Linked DNA regions of Mus musculus: all the other regions are linked to region 2. The links are chromatin contacts, called in public HiChIP or PLAC-seq and Micro-C maps. All regions are on one chromosome and are shown on one strand. The core of a region is the stretch at or near the end of the contact, and the rest is flanking DNA. Distances in the headings are between cores, read along the strand shown.

Region 1 (3,543 bases), core at 581-3,080, 50 kb before region 2:
TTACTATAACAACAACAACAACAACAACAACAACAACAACAATAATAATAGTGATAAGATACAGACAACCAGGATGATTAAGCCAATTTAAAGTATATGAGTCCTTTACTGGCCAGTGACCAAAAAGGGGTTTATGTCTCAGAGTCTCTTGTGCAAAAGTTTGGAGGCACAATGATGTTTTTAAAGGCAAACCCCACAAAGACTATAATTTACTTAGGAGTTCAATAAGGGTCAGAGTAACCTTGAAACACTCATTTCAGGAAGACCATAGTAACTTTTTTTCATATTATTTCAGACATTAAGTGACTGTTGTTGTTGTTGTTGTTGTTGTTGCTGTGGTTGTTGTTATTGTTTTACTTATAACTTCCTGAGTTAATGTTAAGTTTCAGAAAATAATTATTTTGATCAATACATCTGGACTATGGTCAATGTCATAGAAAGTCCAAATGTGTTGCTAGGCAACATCACTATTAAGCAGGTAGAGGGTGAGAACCTTCTAAACCTTAGGTTCTCGTGGATCACCACCCCTTTGGGGATGTTAAAGGACCTTTCACAGAGGTCACATATAGATATCCTGCATATCAGATATTTGCATTATATTCAGTAGCAAAATTACAGTTATGGAGTAGCAACAAAAATAAATTGAGGGTTGGGGTCACCACAACATTAGGAAGGGTGAGGACCACTGGTCTAAGCAAACACAAAATGGAATCAGGAAAAGAGGGTGTTACCTTACTCACTGGGTCCTTAACCCAGGACTAGGCAAGCATCCAATCAGCTAAGCTATAATCCAAACCCTATTTTGACATTTGAAACAGTCTTGTTCTATGGGCTTGGCAGACCTGTTGTTCCTATGTTGTCCAGGACAGCCTTGAACTTGCGTTGATTCTCCTGCCCCTGTTTCTGGAGTGCCGGAATCACAGGGGTAGACCACCACACCATGTGCTATTTGGTCGGTGCTGGTCTACTGCTTGCTATATAATCCCGCTGACTTTTGACTGCTGGCAAACTTCCTGCCTCAGCCTCCAGAGTGCAGGGATTACAAGCAAGAACGGCCGCCCTGACTTCAACTGTCTTTTTAAAGGGTTATGGTGAGAAAATCTTGTCCATTTATCCCCACGTCCCAATTTGTTACAGTCTTCATTTGGTGTAAATTCTAAGTCCCTACTGCATAAATGTTCTCAAAGATGCCTGGAGTGAACATTTGCTACTTGAGATTCGCTCCACCCTCGATTCTCTGAACAGTCTAAACTGCCTGAGAGTTTGAGGGAAACTTCTCCTGGATTAGTAAATCAGGGCTGACAGACCTTCTTTGCTGTCCTTCCACAGGGACCCTTACTAGAGCTCCCAGCAAACCTCAATTCATTGACAGCTCCCCCGCCAAAAAAACAAAAACAAAAACAAAACAAAAAACAAGCTGGGCATGGTGGCGCATGCCTTTAATCCCAGCACTCGGGAGGCAGAGGCAGGCGGATTTCTGAGTTCGAGGCCAGCCTGGTCTACAGAGTGAGTTCCAGGACAGCCAGAGCTACACAGAGAAACCCTGTCTCAAAAAAAAAACAAAAAACAAAAAAACAAAACAAAAAAACAGAGACAGCTCTCCAGGATTCACCCACCTGCTAAACTCCTTCTAGGAGGGTACAGAGAGCCCAGGGCAGCTCATGAATGGGCCAGAGAGAGGCAGGAAGCTAGAGGTGTCTGCAACTTCCGACCTAGCTCATGAGACCTGCCACTGACCTCCAGGTGGCACTGTTGTAGAGTTCTCAGCTCTACAGAAGTTTTGTGCACAGGCCCACACTTTCCTGCCCTTTCTCCGCTAGCCCCGCCTCCTGTGGGAGTGGTCACGGAAGGCTATTTTATGCAGAGACGATCCAAGGTGTCCTGGGGTTTGAGCTGGGCTGCAGCAGCTCCAAAGGTAACGGTCTTGCCTATCACCCACCCGCAATGAGCAGAGTTGATTCTTCCCCGGTACAGCTTCTTCCGGCTCCTGGGGCTGTGATCGCACCTTGTCCTCCCAAGAGCTCCGAGAACCACAAGCTCCTCAGGCTGACTTTACACAACTCTGCGGTTTCCACCCTTCCAGAAAAGTGGCCCAGGACCCTCTCACAATAGACCAACCCTGGCTCCGCCAAATTCCATGTGGCCAGCCTATGTCTAGGGCATTGAGAACACTGGGAATCTCGAACTGTGTAGACTCTCCCGAACTAGTGCCTAGCAGGTGCGTGCCTCTGAACCCTCATCTGATGGGTTTCCTGTTTTGCAGTCAGCAGAACCCCAGAAAGACTTTGGACCAAGCAGTCGATCTGCCTTCTTATTGCAGCCGGGCTCAGGGTCTTGGATTTTTCTCCCAAGTTCTGGGTGCCTGTTGGTTTAGCAGTGGTTTCAGCTTCACCAAGGAGTATCCCCACAACTGGCATTGGAAGTGGGATGATGTAGCCTATGGGAGTCTCTTCATCTGCCACGACTGGCCTAGTAACGGTGCTTGAGAGACAAGAAGGGAATTTGGTTCAACACAGCAGTAACAGACATTGTTGCTTTAAATGTTGCCAGTCATACTTGGAGTTGTTTGTTTTAGGCATATTTAAGCACCGTTTGGTTAAAACTTTCCTACTGACCTCTCAAACTCCACCTTAGGGAGAGGCAGCCTTGTACAGGAATAAAAAGCTTGCTTTACTAATTAGTTGCTTTAATACACTTGGCCCTGATGACTTTGGTCCTTCTCTTCCATCTTTGGGATTAATAAAACAACTTGCAGGAACCAGGTGAGTCCTTTCACCTTGTGGGCTCTGACCTAGTGAGTGGGTCATGTTTGGCAGCAAGCATGCCCGGTACCTGAGGAACCCAGAAAAGGGTGTCAGATCCTCTTAAGTCTGGAGTGCCAGATGGCTGGGAGCTACCATGTGGGTACTGGGATCGAACCCAGGTCCTCTAGAAGAGCAGCTAGTGCTTGTAACCACTAAACCATACCTCCAGCTCCATAATGTAATGTTCTTAAAGAAGGAAAACGTCCACATTAATAGTTCTTTAAACCTACTCCCTTCTAGGTTCCTAGTGATCCCCTGACAGCCTTTGGACTGCTAGCAAGACTTTCTAAGTGTAGGAAGTTCCTCTCATCCATCTGTCCATTCGTTTATCCATCCATCTATCCATCCATCCATCCACCCACCCACTGATCCATCTGTCCATTCATCCATGCATCCATCCATCTATCATTCAACCATTCACCTGGGCTTCTCAGCAGGGGGAGAGAGAGGAGTAGGGACTCACACTGACAGCCCAGCCCTAGCTCGTTTTCACGAACAGAGTCTGTAGTTGGCCCCGACTTTCCTCTTCACAGGCCCTTAGCGAAGCCTTCCTGTCTCTGTCCCCAGTTCCTTTGGCACCTTCCTCCCCCTGTGATCAGAACTGCCCATCATCCATAGTGCACTCAGCGTCGTCTTTCAAAACACCTTATGGTGACCATAGAGCTCTGGACTACAGCCCCCAGTCTAAAGTCAAGACTTCTCCACGTGGGGTTCCCTCAGGGCCGCTTTGCTTGTGGTC
Region 2 (3,559 bases), core at 755-3,254:
ACAAAGCTCTGCCTGCCTCTGCCTTCTGAGCCTTGAGATTAAAAAAGTGTGGGCCACCATGCCTGGCTTCATATTATTTTTACTATTTGTGTATATTGTGTTTTGCCTGTGTGTATGTGTATCATATGCATGTCTGGTGTCAAAAAAATCCAGGGCTAGGACATCAGACCCCTGGAACTGGAGTATAGTTAGAGCGGTCATGTGGGTGCTGGGAACTGAAACTGTGCCCTCTGGGAGAGCCCCTTTTCTAATTCCCTTAACATTTGTTCTTATTTATGTACATGTGTGTGCCCCAGGCTGGGTGTGGGGAAAGGCCCAGAGGGTGTTAGATTCCTTGGGGCTAGAGTTACTGTAGCTGGGAGTCTAGCTGCTAGGAACTGAACCTGGGGTCTCTGGAAGAGCAGCCTGTGTTCTTAACTGTTCAACCATCTCTCCAGCCCTGCAATTAATTCTAAATTTTCAGGTCACCCCCCCTGCCTCTCGGAATTAAAAGTCCTTCATTTTTAGTTCATAAAATATTACTATTCTGGAAAGTACTATCTTACCTTTTAGATTGGAATAGTGTTGAAACTTGTGCTTCATCTAACACTGCTTTTCAGTGTTATCTAAATTTATGTATGTTATTTTTTTGAGGCAGAGTCTTGTTGTATATTCCTGACAGGCTTTAATTTGCTACGTAGACCAGACTGGTCTTGAGTTTGTGGTAATTCTCTGCCTCCCCAGTGATGGCATACCAAACACTTTAAATAGATTTATGTGCGCGCATATATATATATATATATATATATATATACACACACACCATACATGTGTGTATATGTGTGGAGGGTGTGTGCACCTGGGAATGGAGGTTTCTATAGAGTCCAGAAGAAGACAGCAGATCTCCTGGAACTGGAGTTACAACCATAACAGCTAGACCTGGGTGGTGAGAATGGAACTGTCAAGTTATCTCTTGAGCTCCTCAGTCTAAATTTACAACATAGATGTTATCCCAAGAACCTCCACTACTAAATTATGTATTTGAAAAGGAAGATGTTTATTCCGAGTGCCTTGACACCCCAAAGCCAGAAATATGAGACTTGTTATTACTGCTGATGGCCAGACGTGGTGATGATCTTGGCACTTTGAGAGGCTGAGGCAAGAGGATTGTGTTAGTGTTCCATGTCAGCCTGAGCTACAGTGGAAACGCCCGAATAAAATAAGACCATCCTCCCCCTTCCCGACAGAACTATAAACAGGTGTGGACACCCACACCTGTAATTCCACTGGAGGTGAAGATAGAAGGATTGCTGAAATCAACAGTCAACCCAAATAGGGGCCCCTGAAAGACTGCTGCGATGGCTACTAATGCTTACCCTCTGGGGTCTGAGGGAGGAAGGTTCGCAGACAATTTGGCCTATAGGGACCAAATTTCAAAAAAGCTTAACGTTCTCTCTAGATTATTATCGAAGGAATTCTAAATATATAAAGAAGTGGCTGCGAAATAGGAATTCATGAAGAAAATCATTACTAAGCGAAGGTGTGCGCAGAAAGTTTGCCAAGTGGTAAGCGCTAGAATGGCTGGCTGCTCATGCGGTACACTGGGCAGAGGAAGTGACTAACACTGAGCAGGTTGTGGCCTCCTCTCCCCCCTGTCTGTCCTAGGATGGCGCCGTTCAGACATCTCTTCCGAATCCAAGTCACAAACTTACATTTCCAGGAGGTTGGGGAACCATATTGCCGCTTATTGCGGGGCCCGCGCACGCGCGGTAGTTACTGCTTCCCGCGAGCATGCGCAGGGTTGCTCGCCGCCATGGCGCACGCGCAGAGGGCATTGCTCCTAGCCCTCCTCTGGCATTTTCAATCGTGCGCAGGCGCACTACCCTGGGTTAAGCCCGCAGAAGTCAGAGGCCGTCCAGGTCTTTGCGTTTTTGTTGGGCGACCCGCGGCGCGCTGTCTGACGCGCACGATTGCGTCACTTCCGCCCCCTCCCGGGAGGCGGCGCTGGGCCGGTGGCAAGCCCCCGGAGGGAGCCGCAGTAGTACGACGAAAGATGGCGACGAGCGGCGGCGAAGAGGCGGCGGCAGCAGCTCCAGCGCCCGGAGCCCCGGCGACCGGGCAGGACACGACCCCGGGCTGGGAGGTGGCGGTGCGGCCCCTCCTGTCCGCGTCCTACTCCGCCTTCGAGATGAAGGAGTTGCCGCAGCTGGTGGCCTCAGTCATCGAGAGGTACCGGGCGGCGGCGCCGGCGGGCGGGGTGGGGGGGGAGGGGAGGACGGGCCGGTTCGTGAGTCCACTCTGTCAGGGAATCCACCCCACGCATGCCTTCGGGACTCCCGGGCGCTGGGAACGAGAGCGCCTCTGGTTTCCACCCAGCTCTGGCGTGAACCATCCCTGACTTGATTTACCCTCCGGAGCAAAACTTTTATGGTTGCTCTGGCTGGAGGGCGTGGCCGGACGCATTTGAGAACTGGCTATTGAGATGCACGGTGCTGCTGGGCCAGTGTCACCCGGCCCGCTGCCCCCGGCCCCCCCCCTCCCCATCCACCTCAGTCGCGTTAAGGTCAGGGCGTGGATGAGTTTGCATTTCTCCCTGTCACCAGAACCGGAGGTTTACTTTGGAGAGCTACCACATAGTTTAATAACGGTCTTTCTTTGGTGCTATGATAACTGGGGGCACGTGCTGTTTCTGTGACTGAAGCCACTAGTTACCACTGAATACTTCGGTTTTACTTTGCACTGTAATTGCGTATATCCGAGATCGGAGTCCTTCTCTTTCTCAATAAAATGCTTTACAGACTCTTATTTACGGGACTGTTCCTTGGCTTGCTGTTAATGTGTTCATACCTTTGTATACAGATTGTTAGATTGCAAGAGTCGTATTTCTTCATGGGAATGTGGTGATCTCTGTGTCTACCTTTTCCTGACTACGGGGCTCAGAGCAAATGAGTTTAATAGAAGACTCATGCTTTTAAAGCCTGTTTTCTCACTTTCGTTTTCCTAGCCAAACCAAGTTTACTTGCCCCAGTAACTCTCTGAAATTGCTAAGCGGGTCATTTTACCTTGCTGGTCAGCAGGATATGTCTAAAGGTTATTTGGAAAGTTGTGTTATTTGGAAATTGCTGTGGTTTGGCATTATTATTTATCACAACAACTGTCACTGCCTGTGATGTTTTGGATGAATGATCTTTAACAATTTATAATAAAATAGTGTCTGGGTTTGATAATTTAAGTTCTAACAAATAGATTTTCTTGCTTAATTATGCCCAAGGTTGTTTTGAAGATGAAAACAAGTATCAGAAAGTCTCAAATTATCTAGCATCTTTTTATTTTACCTTCTTTTCCTCCTTTTTTTTAAAAAAAATCCACGTGTATGTGTGTCTGTGTATTCGGATGCCCCAGGAGGCAGGAACAAGGCTTCAGATCCCCTAGAGATGGAGTTAGGGGCAGCAGTGACCTGCCTGGCACTAGCACTGGGATCTGAACTTGGGTTGGAAGAACAGGAAGTGCTCTTAACCACTGGACCATCTCTCTGCCCTATTGTAATTCAATTGTGTGTGTGTGTGTGTGTGTGTGTGTG
Region 3 (3,500 bases), core at 98-2,597, 42 kb after region 2:
TACGCCAAGTATGGTTCCTTTTTCTGTGACTGTGGAGCCAAGGAAGATGGCAGCTGCTTGGTGAGTGATGGGACCTTCACAGTCACATGGGCAACTTGTTAGTAATACAGGAATATCTAAAGCAGACCAGAAAATTCCCACCTCAGCTCTGTGTGGCCAAGCATTTGTTGTCATTGTAGTATTAGTGATGAATCCCTTTGTGGCCCCAACACTTCACTGAGAGCATTAAAAGCAGCATCCTTGTCACATAGTCAGGCCTAATGCTCTGAGGGGCATGAAGATGGTCGAGTGAGCCCCGTGATCTGCCTTCCAGTGGCTCAGCGCTGTCTGACCTGACTGTGGCAGGGACATAGGGACACTGATGAGTTCTGTTTCCAGGCCCTGGTGAAGCGAACTCCTAGCAGTGGCATGAGCTCTACCATGAAGGAGTCAGCATTTCAGAGCGAACCTAGGGTTTCCGAAAGTCTGGTGCGCCATGCCAGCACCTCTCCTGCTGACAAGGCCAAGGTCACCATCAGTGATGGGAAGGTTACAGATGAAGAGAAGCCCAAGAAGAGCAGCCTGTGCCGTACAGTTGAGGGGTGTCGTGAGGAGCTGCAGAATCAGGTGGGGCTTCCTGGTGGGCACTGGTGCACAGGACAGAGTCCAGCAGGCCTCATCAGTGGTCTGAGCCTCCCCTGCTAGCCCAGTGTTTTCTTTCATAGTTATGTAGTGTGCGTGCAAGTAGCCCATCTTTGGGGAAGGGCTTACAGCTAGCGGGAGTGATATTCTGGAACCTACTTTCTTGGCTAGGAGTTCTCATCTGGGCCCAGAATGCAGAAGCCATTGAGTGATTGTGTTTCCCGTTTGTCCATTCTGTATGCATAGGAGGCGTAGTTAAACATGCTAGGTGCCTTGAGTGACTTAGGGTGCCTGTGGGACCTCGGCTTAGATCGTCCTCTCACTGTCTACAGAGCTAGGGTTCTGGAGAGGGGACGAGCTCAGCTCCAGACAGTGACTGTCAGGATTGTCGTGTGCGACTCGTGATTTTTATTGATTTTTACTTTTTCACGTGTGTGTTTCCATTTCTCTCAGGCCAATTTCTCCTTCGCTCCTCTCGTGTTAGACATGCTCAGTTTCCTCATGGATGCCATTCAGACCAACTTTCAGCAGGCTTCAGCCGTGGGGAGCAGCAGCAGGGCCCAGCAGGCCCTCAGTGAACTGCACACAGTGGACAAGGGTGTGGAGATGACAGACCAGCTGATGGTATGTCAGGGTCTTGAGGTTTGCTGACTGTACAACCTGTGTGTCATGGTGTCTGATAGTGGCCACAGCAACTGAGGAAGAGACTTAGCAGTGAGTCATAAGCATGCAGAACCTAGAATCTGTGGTCACAGCTTTCCTCAGCTCTACTGAGCAGTTAGTAACCCACAGATGAGGTGTGTCTGACTAGAGTCCTGGTATTTAGCAAGCAAGTCCTCTTTTTACTAAAGCATGTATGTGTATGAACTCCTAAGATGTGAGGAACTCCATTTTGTGGGCACTATAACTGAAATTTCCTTGTATAAAATCGAAAGCCTCTTGCTTGTGTCCTCTCTCTTAAGGCTTAGTAGCTTGCAGAATAGCTTCGTCCTTTGCTGACTTCCAGCCTGAGTTGAAGACAGCTTTCCTTCAGTTACTCTTGCAGCCTGTCAGTCATGTGAGCCGTAGGGATAAGTAAGAAGAACAGGAGTGTGCGCGTGTGAATTTAGAAGGGGCCTAGGAGAGCGTTTCTGCCTGGGAGTTGTGCTCACAGTGCTGAGTCTTACTGGGAACCCCTGCAGGGAGGACCACTTGGCAGTGTGTGGGCAGCAGGTCCAGCCAGTGCAGGACTGACTCCCGGAGCTGGGAGCTCTGGCCAGTATATGTGTGGACAGACACCCAGAGAAGGGCATTGAAGATTTTAAATACTGACATCAAAATTAAGGGTGGAAGTTGGTGACCCACTAAGTTGCCAAGTTCACTTTTGCCAGGTGTGATGCATGAAGGGAAAATACTCTGTATCATTACCATCACTTTAAGTGAAAATGCATTTTAACGTTGGAGAACAGCAGCACTTCATTTACTTTCATGAGACTTTGACCCTGCTCTTGGAACCAGACTGAAGCAGTAGACTTTAATCAGTGGAGGATAGTGGACTGCAGGCTAAAGTCACTTACTTGTTTTGAGCTCTGGCTGGCCTGAACTCATTATATAGACCAGGCTAGCCTGGTACTCGGACTTCAACCTGCCTCTGCCTCCCAAGTGCTGGGAGTATAATAGGCTTTTGCCACCATGCCCTTCTACTTTTCCTTTGTTGTTAGTAATTTTATTATTTGAGAATTATGTGAATGCATATAATTGATTTTGGTCAGATTCACAAAGCCCTGCCTCCCAGATTGAATACTGCTGAATGACTAAGGGTTGCACTGCCCCCCAGGTGACAGTGGATGAACCCACCTAGTCTTACTTGCTTTCTCCAATACTTTCTCTGCTTCTCCCTTCTGCCAGGTTCCCACCTTAGGCTCACAGGAAGGTGCCTTTGAGAATGTTCGGATGAATTACAGCGGAGACCAGGGCCAGACTATACGGCAGCTGATCAGTGCCCACGTGCTGAGACGGGTGGCTATGTGTGTGCTTTCTTCCCCCCATGGGCGCCGCCAGCATTTGGCTGTTAGCCATGAGAAGGGCAAGGTAGGTCCCATGATTCCTTCCCATTCGTTTTAGGATCGGTGTTCAAATTGACCCTCTGAGGGGAAACACCCACACTTTGTTTCTGAGGACGAGACTGATCTCATTAACCCTTTTGGCTTGGACCTGAGTATTGGTTATCACTAGAACTGAGGTGACTTGGGAAAGGCTCTGGCAAGTGATTGGCTGGTGTTCAGGACAACTTAGTTCCCATCCCCGCCCATTTTTGGACGTGGAAAGGTACAAGCAGAGAGGCAGAAGTCTTCTTAAGAAGCCAGTGTTCCTTGTTTAATAATTCCTGCTCCAGGGATGCAGACACTCCGTTGGGGAATGCTAGGCATCTCTTTGCTGTTTTTGCCTCTCATCAGGGAGGCTGTCTTACCTTAACTGACAGTGTGGACAGTCCTTAAAGCAGATGGTCCAGAAGGAGCTTAATGGGGCGCTTGAGGCGGTGGTGCCTAGGGATTGGATATGTTAGGAGGAGATTCTGCACAGAACAGTCGGGTTCATTACTTGCCATTCTTGTCCTCACTGGGAGAAGGGGAGCATGACCTTCCATGTCTGTCTTTTGGGGAGAAGTAGAGGCTGAACTTGATCTACAGGTTTTCTAAGAGACTAAATCCGCAAAGCCAGGCAGTGACTTACCCTTCTCCCCAGGGAGCCTCCTTAACTGCCTACCTTAGACTCCACGAGGGCCTGGGGGGCCCTGGCTGGCCAGCGCCTGGGCCTCTGCAGCTTGCACTCCCTTTGCAGATCACAGTGCTGCAGCTCTCAGCGCTCCTGAAGCAAGCAGATTCCAGTAAGAGGAAGCT

Evidence for each region. Hi-C and Micro-C count contacts between places; a contact is called where the count stands out from the background. HiChIP or PLAC-seq counts read pairs in DNA pulled down with a chosen protein or histone mark.
Region 1: a Micro-C map of the G1E-ER4 cell line shows a contact between it and region 2. The contact joins the enhancer-like site here to the promoter of Ubr4 in region 2. A contact is called at or near these places in 3 of 39 promoter capture datasets (erythroid cells, liver and macrophages), 9 of 484 Hi-C or Micro-C datasets (CD4 T cells, the G1E-ER4 cell line, Sertoli cells and 5 more), 6 of 115 datasets of contacts at active chromatin or transcription factors (the HPC-7 cell line, the SCID.adh cell line, effector CD8 T cells and 2 more) and 2 of 9 other capture datasets (adipose tissue and pancreatic islet).
Region 3: a contact with region 2 is called in an H3K4me3 HiChIP or PLAC-seq map of bone marrow-derived macrophages, with 2.4 times the contacts expected there. The contact joins the enhancer-like site here to the promoter of Ubr4 in region 2. A contact is called at or near these places in 1 of 39 promoter capture datasets (macrophages), 8 of 484 Hi-C or Micro-C datasets (bone marrow-derived macrophages, cerebral cortex, embryonic fibroblasts and 3 more), 14 of 115 datasets of contacts at active chromatin or transcription factors (the 230-238 cell line, the HPC-7 cell line, the SCID.adh cell line and 5 more) and 4 of 9 other capture datasets (adipose tissue, embryonic stem cells, macrophages and 1 more).

Annotation. Positions count from the first base shown.
Region 1 is chr4:139,328,996-139,332,538 of GRCm38.p6, forward strand. No RefSeq gene overlaps it. Among named protein-coding and RNA genes, the nearest start is that of Akr7a5, 20 kb to the left of the region's middle. Within about 2 kb of position 1,831, at least 63 of the 459 cell types and tissues checked have an H3K27ac peak or open chromatin away from gene starts, as enhancers often do. A contact at or near this core is called in the G1E-ER4 cell line, the SCID.adh cell line, adipose tissue and 3 more, where this site is marked.
Region 2 is chr4:139,378,655-139,382,213 of GRCm38.p6, forward strand. Ubr4 (ubiquitin protein ligase E3 component n-recognin 4) reads left to right here and starts at 2,005. Exons shown (of 106, transcript NM_001160319.1): 1 at 2,005-2,208. The coding sequence starts at 2,033. It overlaps Emc1 (ER membrane protein complex subunit 1), which reads left to right. Exons shown (of 24, transcript NM_146157.4): 24 at 1-81.
Region 3 is chr4:139,421,319-139,424,818 of GRCm38.p6, forward strand. Ubr4 (ubiquitin protein ligase E3 component n-recognin 4) reads left to right here. Exons shown (of 106, transcript NM_001160319.1): 37 at 1-60; 38 at 379-606; 39 at 1,075-1,245; 40 at 2,509-2,691; 41 at 3,442-3,500. Among named protein-coding and RNA genes, the nearest start is that of n-TVaac1, 7.5 kb to the right of the region's middle. Within about 2 kb of position 1,348, at least 35 of the 459 cell types and tissues checked have an H3K27ac peak or open chromatin away from gene starts, as enhancers often do. A contact at or near this core is called in bone marrow-derived macrophages, intestinal villus epithelium and liver, where this site is marked.